Regions from separate parts of the Anas platyrhynchos genome. Here region 1 is linked to region 2. The links are chromatin contacts, called in public Hi-C maps. All regions are on one chromosome and are shown on one strand. The core of a region is the stretch at or near the end of the contact, and the rest is flanking DNA. Distances in the headings are between cores, read along the strand shown. Region 1 overlaps MRPL1 (mitochondrial ribosomal protein L1). Region 2 holds the start of LOC113843481 (C-X-C motif chemokine 13-like).

Evidence for each region. Hi-C and Micro-C count contacts between places; a contact is called where the count stands out from the background.
Region 1: a contact with region 2 is called in a Hi-C map of small yellow follicle, with 2.7 times the contacts expected there. The contact joins the enhancer-like site here to the promoter of LOC113843481 in region 2. A contact is called at or near these places in 5 of 8 Hi-C or Micro-C datasets (F1 follicle, liver, skeletal muscle and 1 more).

What each region holds. Positions count from the first base shown.
Region 1 is chr4:19,111,333-19,115,907 of IASCAAS_PekinDuck_T2T, reverse strand. It overlaps MRPL1 (mitochondrial ribosomal protein L1), which reads right to left. Exons shown (of 10, transcript XM_005025129.6): 7 at 4,319-4,430; 8 at 2,798-2,898. Among named protein-coding and RNA genes, the nearest start is that of MRPL1, 11 kb to the right of the region's middle. Within about 2 kb of position 2,772, at least 2 of the 8 cell types and tissues checked have an H3K27ac peak or open chromatin away from gene starts, as enhancers often do. A contact at or near this core is called in small yellow follicle, where this site is marked.
Region 2 is chr4:19,066,032-19,070,095 of IASCAAS_PekinDuck_T2T, reverse strand. LOC113843481 (C-X-C motif chemokine 13-like) reads right to left here and starts at 1,958. Exons shown (of 3, transcript XM_027456098.3): 1 at 1,825-1,958; 2 at 1,197-1,332; 3 at 595-982. The coding sequence starts at 1,888. The coding sequence ends at 829. The region is part of intron 3 of LOC106018832 (growth-regulated alpha protein-like); the gene reads right to left. It overlaps LOC101800964 (alveolar macrophage chemotactic factor), which reads right to left and starts at 3,262. Exons shown (of 4, transcript XM_027456101.3): 1 at 3,157-3,262; 2 at 2,769-2,898; 3 at 2,527-2,610; 4 at 2,147-2,432. The coding sequence starts at 3,220. The coding sequence ends at 2,408.

The DNA.
Region 1 (4,575 bases), core at 1,523-4,022, 45 kb before region 2:
ATACTAGCAGTGTACAAGAAAGACAAATGCAGGCACAGAATACCCCTTACTGAGGCTGTGCCCTTGGTCCTCGCTGTTGTAAAGTGCTGTTTCCAGTTCGAGTTTACTTCGCTATGTTTTTTGCCATCCTCAGTTTTGTTCCAAAACATCCTGTTTTGTTCCAAATTCAAGCCTTTTGCCATACAGGATTACTAGGAAGACATTACTTCGGTGCAGCACATACCATCAAGAGCTCCACAAGACCTTCAGCTCTTGCTGAGCTACGTATTATTGTAAGGCCCCATGTCCCTCACAGCCTGCAAGGACACTTCTGGCCCTCCCGACACTGACAGACGAGGGAGGTAGGTGCTACTGCCAGTGCAAATTGCCATTTCCAGCCTCAACTCATGATTTCTACTCCCCAAGTTTGAGAGGCCTCTGGTTCAGTACACCTCTCTCCACACTTCTAACCCTCTAAAGGAAATGGTGCTCCTGTGCATGTCCCTTCCCAAAATGTATACCCTTCCAAACAAACTCAAGTCCCAACTCAAAATAACCTTCCTGCATTTCACAAGAGAGCCAATTCCCAGGCAGCCCCCTGCACAGACACAAAAACAAACCAAAAACTACTTCCTGGTGTCACCTTTACATTTGCTAAAGACAACACCTCCAACCTGGGAGAAAGAATACTTCATAGCAGTCAACAGCAGCCTATCCCAATTCAAAAGCTATGTCAAAACCCTCAACAGAACCTTCAAGCTGCCCTCTTCAGATAGCATGGTTCTGAAGTAGACATCCCAAGTGCCTCAGTTGTCTCTCTCCTGCTCTAAGCTCTGTGTCTTAAAAGCAGACTTGGCATTCTAGGTTTCACAACTAATCTACTAATTAGACTTAACCATTGCCAACTCCCGGGCTTTTCAAAGACATCTCAATTACTCACTACATAAGAAAACACCACTGAGGCTGCTGACTTATGTGGGAGGGCGGCGTTACTTCAAGCTATGGGCCATGACTGAGCTAACAGGCAACATGAGACAGCAAGCAGCACTGAAGAGAAAAGCTCTCTGAGAAACACCGGCCTGGCAGAGTCCCAGAAACATCCACGCCACTGCCTGGAACAAAGCAATAGATCTTTACGCTTCTGTGTAATTCACAAATGATTATTTTCTCACTGACAAGGTTTAAATTTAAAGAGCTCTTGATTTAGTGGTGAGCAGACATGCATAACCACTCAGGCTTCCACCACCTCCCAGAGCCTTGCCCGTGCCAGATTTCCTCCCGGCGGCGCTGCACAACCAGCAGCACAACTAGGTCAGGCGCAGGAGAGCAGCTTCTGAGGGTGGAGACCTTTTACACGAGCCGTAACCACAGTCATCCTCCGGCGTCCAACTCCCCGAACACGTCACGTCCACTGCGGTGGAGTCACCTCTGCCACAGAGCTGATGTTACCTTACCACAGCTCAACTGCACACAAGCAAACCCCCAGCACGCTATTTCCGATCCAAGATTAAGAGCTCATTCACAAGAACCTGTTATTTACTAATTATAATTAAAAAAAGATGACATCTCTGGCTGCACCATAGCTTCAGAAGTGCTTATAGAAATGCAGAGCCTGAGCCGCCCAGACAAAGAACCTAAGGTGCCCTGTAACACCAGCAGCTCATGGCAGTAACAGGACGTGGTTTAAGTCTCAAAAACTCTAACCACAGCAGTAAAGAGCTATACCTAGTACGACCAACTGCAATTGCATGGAATGCTGTCAAACTATCCAAGCTTTGATTGTTATTAAAAAAAAGAAATTTTAGATTAAGTGTGAAAAGAACTTTAAAAGACATTTAATTTGCAGGTATTTTAAAGGCTGATCAAGAGGATTAAAATTAAAGTAGTCCAAAGCAAAAAAATAAAGATGTAGAATACACGCAAAACACTTGAAAATATTTTCTTTTTTTTTCTTCTTCCATTTTATCTATGGATTTTAAGTGTTTTATATAGTCACATCACACTTAGAGACAGCTAAAGATACCTCCTGCCTCTATGAGAATCTAATACATAACATATTTTAGGAGAATAGTCCCAAATACCTCAGTTTTGAGATATTGTACAGAAGAACAAGTCCTTTAAATTCATATGTACAACTCACAGGAGCTAGCCAAAATCAACAAACTTGCTTATCTAATATCACCAGACAGAACTGCAGAGAACAGAAGTCTTGTGAACTTCCTTTCTGTACCAGTATCAGTTAAAGTTAAAAACGGGTAGGATTACAAATAGACAAAACAGAATGGAAGTAAAACAATTTGGAAGAGGGAAAAAAAAAAAGGAAAAAAGCTCAAGAGCCTATAACAAGAGATAAGATACCTCCCTTCAATAACCCAGTTTCTTATGACAGTAGTCAAAGCTCAGATTAATTTTATATTTCAGGTGTGATGCAAACTGTTGGTTTGTTTCCTCCCCTGAACCAGAACTAAAAGTTCTTAAAATCAAACCACAACTAAAAATTCCCTAAATTAAACCAGCCTTTAATTATTAGGTTCATGTGAATACAGCTTGATCCAGAGATCCCACTCTTGGCATCCTTAACTTCTCAGCATTAGATATGTCTTGCTCTCAGTGGAACCAGCTTCCATCACCATACTTCAGTGACACACAAGGCTCACATCAGCTGAGCACGTTGCGCAAGAAACAGTAAAGTTCTTTTTAGTCAGTGAAACAACACTTAAAATCTTGAAAATGCACAGATCAAAAACTTTTCTTACCTGTTTTAATACTAATTTCAACTCTGCTCAGAAGAGAACACTTAAGAACTCTCCATACTTACTCTTGCTATTCTTGTCTTGATTAAGCGCTCGTCTTCTACCGTGTACTCTAGACCTTCTCTAAAGAGTTGCAGCATTTTGGGGATATCGTGGCCCAGGGAATCTAAGTAAAAAAAAAAAAAAAAATCCGGTTAATGTTTATGAGCAGGGCATAATATACTACTAGAAAAGGGAAAATTCAATGTTTCAGCTAAAGCAGTTAAACTCCAAACAAAAATGTAGTTTCATGAACAACTGCATCCTCACACATCTCCTATGAAAATCTCTCTCTATATTCCTTCCTTCCTCATTAATCAGCAGACATTAATAGGAGATAGAGTTAAAAAAAATAAATAAATAAATAAGGAAGATTTCACTCCAAATAAAGAACCTGTGAAGAGTGTACATAAGCAGTCATTATTACCTAATTCCTAATATAATTAGTTTGGAAGATCAGAACCTACTGAGTTAAATTTAGAATAAGCCCCAAGCGTCTACCTTGAAAACAAACACTCCGCAACTGTGCAATACCAAGATTACACACTACCTGAAACATCCTGGCCCAGTCCAGCCATTGAACAAGTCAAGACAGCTGTTTTGTTATCTCAGCTGCAGCTCATTTGACAGATTTACAGCACCACTCAGTTGCTTCAACTGCAAGTATTATTTCTCCCATATGCCTTTGAGCGGCTCCAAGAGAAAGCAGCCACCAGTAACCTACAAAGCAAGCAAGTCTGTAATGGCATAATATAGCTTTTGTTTGTCCCCAGAACATCTGGAGTATCCTGTTGCAATGCTTTGGACAGGTTTGTATGTTTGCCTCAAACATTTAGGAGGCTAAAAACACTGCCTGCAGCCTGTAAAAACATTGTTAGAGCAGCAGGGAAAGGGAATTTGGTTCAAGATTTCGCGTTTCATGCAACTGACACAGCTCACGTGAATAACTTTTTTCCTGTGTTAGGAAGACACCCCGAAATACAGCAAAAATAATTCAAGTCAGCAAGGCAGACAAAATATTCAGAGACATTTGATGCCGTGAGAACCCGATCTGAATAGGAAGTTCCTTGAGCATAATGAAAAGGGAGCGACCACACAGAGAAGCTAACAGGTTATACTAACAAGAAACATAAATATTGTTATTAAGAAGCACAGACGAGTACATAGAGCAGTCATGTGGCTGGGATCCAAACAACTGCACAACAGTCAGACAGCGCAACTATCAGTGAACATCTTTTTTCCCCAGAGTTGTTTCTATTTTCCTACATAACTTCACTACATAAAGTTTGCAGTACTATTACAGTTGATTAGATATTAACTAGTTGACAAACTTACCTTGACTGTAATCCCAACATTTTTGTTGTAGGGGAAAGGCACAGTACTAGGTTCCTAAAACAACTTTCACATATGACAAAAGGAGTGGCTCAGTCATATGCAGTCAAATACTCAGTGTAATTATATGTCCTCATAAAAAAAAAAAATCACCTCAAGAGTTAATCTTGTTCCAGTACTTAGATCTATTAAAAAAAAATAAAAATGCTTCTTACTTCTTTTTGTGCTGGGGTATTTTCGTCTCAGCTTGTTTCTTAACGGTATTAGTTTAGGCATTATTGCAGGAACAGCTACATAGGAGTCCACTTGGATTTCATCTTCCAAAATCTCCAATAAAACAAAGTAAAATATATTTAGGAACACAATAAATTAACCAAGTACACAACTTTTATGTACAAAAATGTCAGAGCACAGAAGCCAGTATCTTACTCTTTATATTGGCTGCTAACCTCAAGCTAGAGCTGGCTGGACA
Region 2 (4,064 bases), core at 709-3,208:
ATGGAGAAGCAGGAAGGGGCAGTGCCACTCCGGGGCGCGCTGAAGTTTTAAGGGGTTTCACGGGGCGCTTTGTGGAAACAGCAGCCCAGCCTGAAACCAGGAGCACGCTGGAGAGGGTCTCTCCCTCTCTCTCTCCCTCCCTCGCAGTAATTTGTGTTTTCCATCCTTGTGCGGGGACCAGCCAGAGAGAAGGAGACACCCGAGCCAAGCAGTCCTGCCTGCTTTAACCTTACAACAGCCTGGAGAAGGGACTCAAAGCCCCAGACCGTCCCTTTTTTTCTCCACCCCTCCTTTTTTATTTTTTATTTGTACCATTGGAAACCGGGTACCGCTCACACACGATGTATAGGGCTGAATATCTGCTTGTTTCCTCGCACCTGTGCACTTTTGCTTCCATCTGTAGGCAATCAATGGCCCTTTTGCAACCCCTCCGGTCTCCTGCTGCGGTTCCTGGGAGGCACGGGGCGGGAGGGAGCCCATTGGGACCGGCAGCGGACTTTGCACCTCGGCCACCACCCCGGGGTGGTAATTTTTGTGATGTCCTGGTGATTTTCGTGCAAATCCACACGGACAGAGCTGCCACAAGGAGGGAGAGCGCGTTCATGCTTTTATTGAGCAGCACCCGGGCCGGGCTGGCAGCATGCATGGGAGCAGCGGGGCCGCTGGAACAAGGGGCAGCGGTGGGAAGCAGCAGGGGCGCGGGGCGGTGACACCACTGCTGTCCCCAGGGGCGGATAAATAACCGCGGCTGGTTATTGCTCATCTATTTCTCATCGTAGCGGGGCAGGGGCAGAGGCGGGGGGTGCTGGGGAGGGGGTCCGGGCCCTGTCAGGGGGCCAGCGGCCGCCTCTCCGCATCCCTCCGCGACCGCGCCGCCGCCTCCTTCCTGCTGCCATTCCTCTGCGTCAGCTTGTGGATGAGCAGCTGGATCCAGGGCGCCTCGGGGGCCACGCACACCTTCCTGCTCCTCGTCAGGGACAGGCTGCAAGGCGACCGGACCCGCTCAGCCCCCCGCCAGGAGCCTCTTCCCCTAAAGATTTCCCAACCGCGCCGCCACCTGCAGGGAAAACCCCTCCAGCCCCCCCGGCGGGGTTGCAGGGCAGCTGGGACCGGGGTTTGTCCCGAGCACAGCCCTGGTACCGAGAGGGGCAGCTTTGGGGTTTTTGCACCGCCCGGGCCCTGAGCTCGGCACTTACATGATCTCCTTCCTCCTGCAGTGGATACCCGGCGGCGTAACGTCGATGGCGAGGATCAGCCCCAAGCTGATGACCTGGGCGGTCGATTTGATGCACTTGCACCTCTTGTTGGTCAGCAGGCTCTCCAGCGACAGCCCTGAGCCACAGCAGCCCATGTCCCGGGCTCAGTCCCCAGCTGGGGGGGGACAAATGGGGACATCCCCCCCCCCGCTGTCCCCAGTCCCCGTCCCGTCCCCCCGCGGTGCTGTTTAGCGGGGCTCACAGCAGAGAAAGGCAAAAGCAGGCGGCGTTGGAAGGCGCAAGGCTGAAGCAAGGCTCATCCCTCCCCAGAGAGCTTCCCATCTCTCTTTCCACGCATTTAGCGGGGTTTAGCTTCAACTCAGCTGATGTTTTCGGAACTAAACCTGCTCCCTGCCCACCCGCCGAGCGCTCAGCCTTGCAGTGCCTTGAAGAGGAGCAGCTTAACCCCACCATGCGAATCCCACCCCGGGCACGCCCTCGGTTCAGCCGGCGGGTCGAGAAGATGAAATTTTGAGTTCAACGCTTGCCAGAAGGAGAAGGAGGAATCCGAAAGCTCGGAGAAGCCCCACGCATCCAACAGCACCGCCCGGGCCCCACAATCACTCACCGTCCCCTGGCACCAGGCTGCTCAGGAGCAGGGCCAGGGCCAGCGCCACCGGCTGCAGCCGCATCCTCGCCGCCCGCCCCGAGCCGCGGGCAGGACGCTTTATAGCCAGCCCCAGCGGGGATTTTGCGGGTAGGGAAACGCAGGGGGAAAAGGATCTGCCCCGCGCCCCCGGCGTCGACTTCCCCGCCGTCGCTTCCCCCTTCGGCACGTGGCCCGAGGCACCTCCCCGCCCCGCAGCGCCACTGAGAAATGCAGAACCCAGCACGGCCACGGCCCGCAGCCGGGCTCAACAAACACCCAGCGAAGCTGCAGGGACGCCAGGGACGGTAACGGGGGTGGTAAATCCAACCTTTATTGGATGCGTGTGCTGGAGGGGACATCGCGCTTCTTGCTGGTGCCGAGGGGCGGCGGGGAACGGCACCGTGGGGAGGGGGCAAGGGAAGCACGTGTGGGCATTTGCAGGGGTTTAGGTGTATGAAACGGGGGAAAACAGCCGCGGGGCATCACACGGCAGCACCTCCGGGCTGGGGGCTGCCCAGATTTGGGCAGGACCCATCTGTGTGTCCCGGCGGCGGCAGCTTCCTCAGGGAGGAGCAGCTTTCTTCCTCCTGCCGACAGCAGAAGAGGAAAACGTGTGAAGAGCTCACCCCGGGAGGGCTCCCAGAGCTCCTGGGGACCCCCATCCCCGCCGGGGCTGCTTACAGCTTCGGGAGGTCCTGCAGGAGTTTCTTCACCCAGGGGGCGTTGGGATCCACGCAGACCCTCTCGAGGGATTTTAGCTTAATCCTAGAAAACATGCAGGGTTTCGGCACCGCCACCTCCAGCCCCCCAGGGGGAGGCTCAGGGAACTGAGCCCCCTCCCGGCGCTTCCCGTGGCCAGGGGAGGTGTGGGAGGGCAGGAGCTGCCGGAGGGGAGCAGCGTCTCGCCCCCCGCAGCCACTTACACCACCTCCAGGCGCCGGCAGCTGCTCCCCACCGGCCGGACCTCAACGCTCTCGTACTTGGAGGGGTGGATGAAGGCGGCCGTGGTCTTGGCGCAGCGGCAGCTCAGGTTGCCATTGGCTTCCAGGAGGGCTGGAGGGGCACAGGGCTCGCACACCACCCCAAAACGCACCCCCGGCTGCTTCTCCCATCCCATTCCTCTCCAAAACCCTTTCCGGGAAACGCGTCTCCCCCCGCCCCAACCCTCCCAGGGCCAGCACCTCTTTGCCAAAAAGCCTCAGAAACATTTCAGCCCCTGGAAAAAGAGCACGACGCCCCTCCAAAAACCTTCCCCCACCTGCCGGCAGCCCCGCAGACGGAAGGGGGGCACGGGGAGCCCCCTGGCCTCACCTGCACCCCCGGGGCGGTGGGTCGCCAGCAGCACCCCCAGCAGCAAGGCCACCCACGCTGCCATGCCGGCCCCATCCCCGGCCCCGCCGGCACCCCCCTATTTGAGCCGGAAAATAGGAGAAGTGCGGCGGCGCAGGCGGGAGGCCCCGGGGTCGGGTGGTTTTTGCCCGCCGCCCTTCCCCGCTCAGGGTGCTCGCCAAGGTCGCAGCGCTGCAGGGGGGTGTGGGGTTCCCGAAACCAGCGCTGTTTTCCCTTTCCTGAGAAGCTGGGTCTGGTAAAAACGTTCGTCGTTTTCCCCCTCGCTTGTTCTTAGTTCACACGGCCATGCAAAGCTGGAGTTCCCTGGGGTGTTTTAACCTTCTGCACGGGCACTATTGGTGTGCCAGCTGTAGCACTTAAAAAATATTCCCCACTGACTTCGGGACAGTCAGAATCAGCAGGAGGCGAGCTCACGAAGCACCTCGGAACAGCAGCAGGGCCATGAGATCCGTGCCCCACAAGCTGATTTTCCCCCCACCAGGCACATCCTGGCCTGAGCTCTGGGGACAGCGGCTTTGGCTCTTCCCCCCCACCACCCATCCCAGCTGAGGCTGCTGCCCTGCACAAACCTCTGTGTGTCTCTGTCCTGGTGCCCGAGGGGTTTTCACCCCTTGACCAGCAGTGGAAGCGCTCCACCTGCAGCCTGCCAGCCACGGATCCGTCAGAGAGCACCCCGGGTGCAGAACGAAAGCTCGGGTCTAAGCTCCAACAGCTTTTACCAAAGCCCCACGGAGCATCTCCAAAACTAGGCTCAAGGCAAGACCCAGGGGAAATACAACAAAAGAAAAACCCAGATTTTATTTGACTCGAGAGACAAGACGCACGCTCTGTGGATGAGTGCTCTCAAAGTTGCTCCGAGAGAGGTGGGA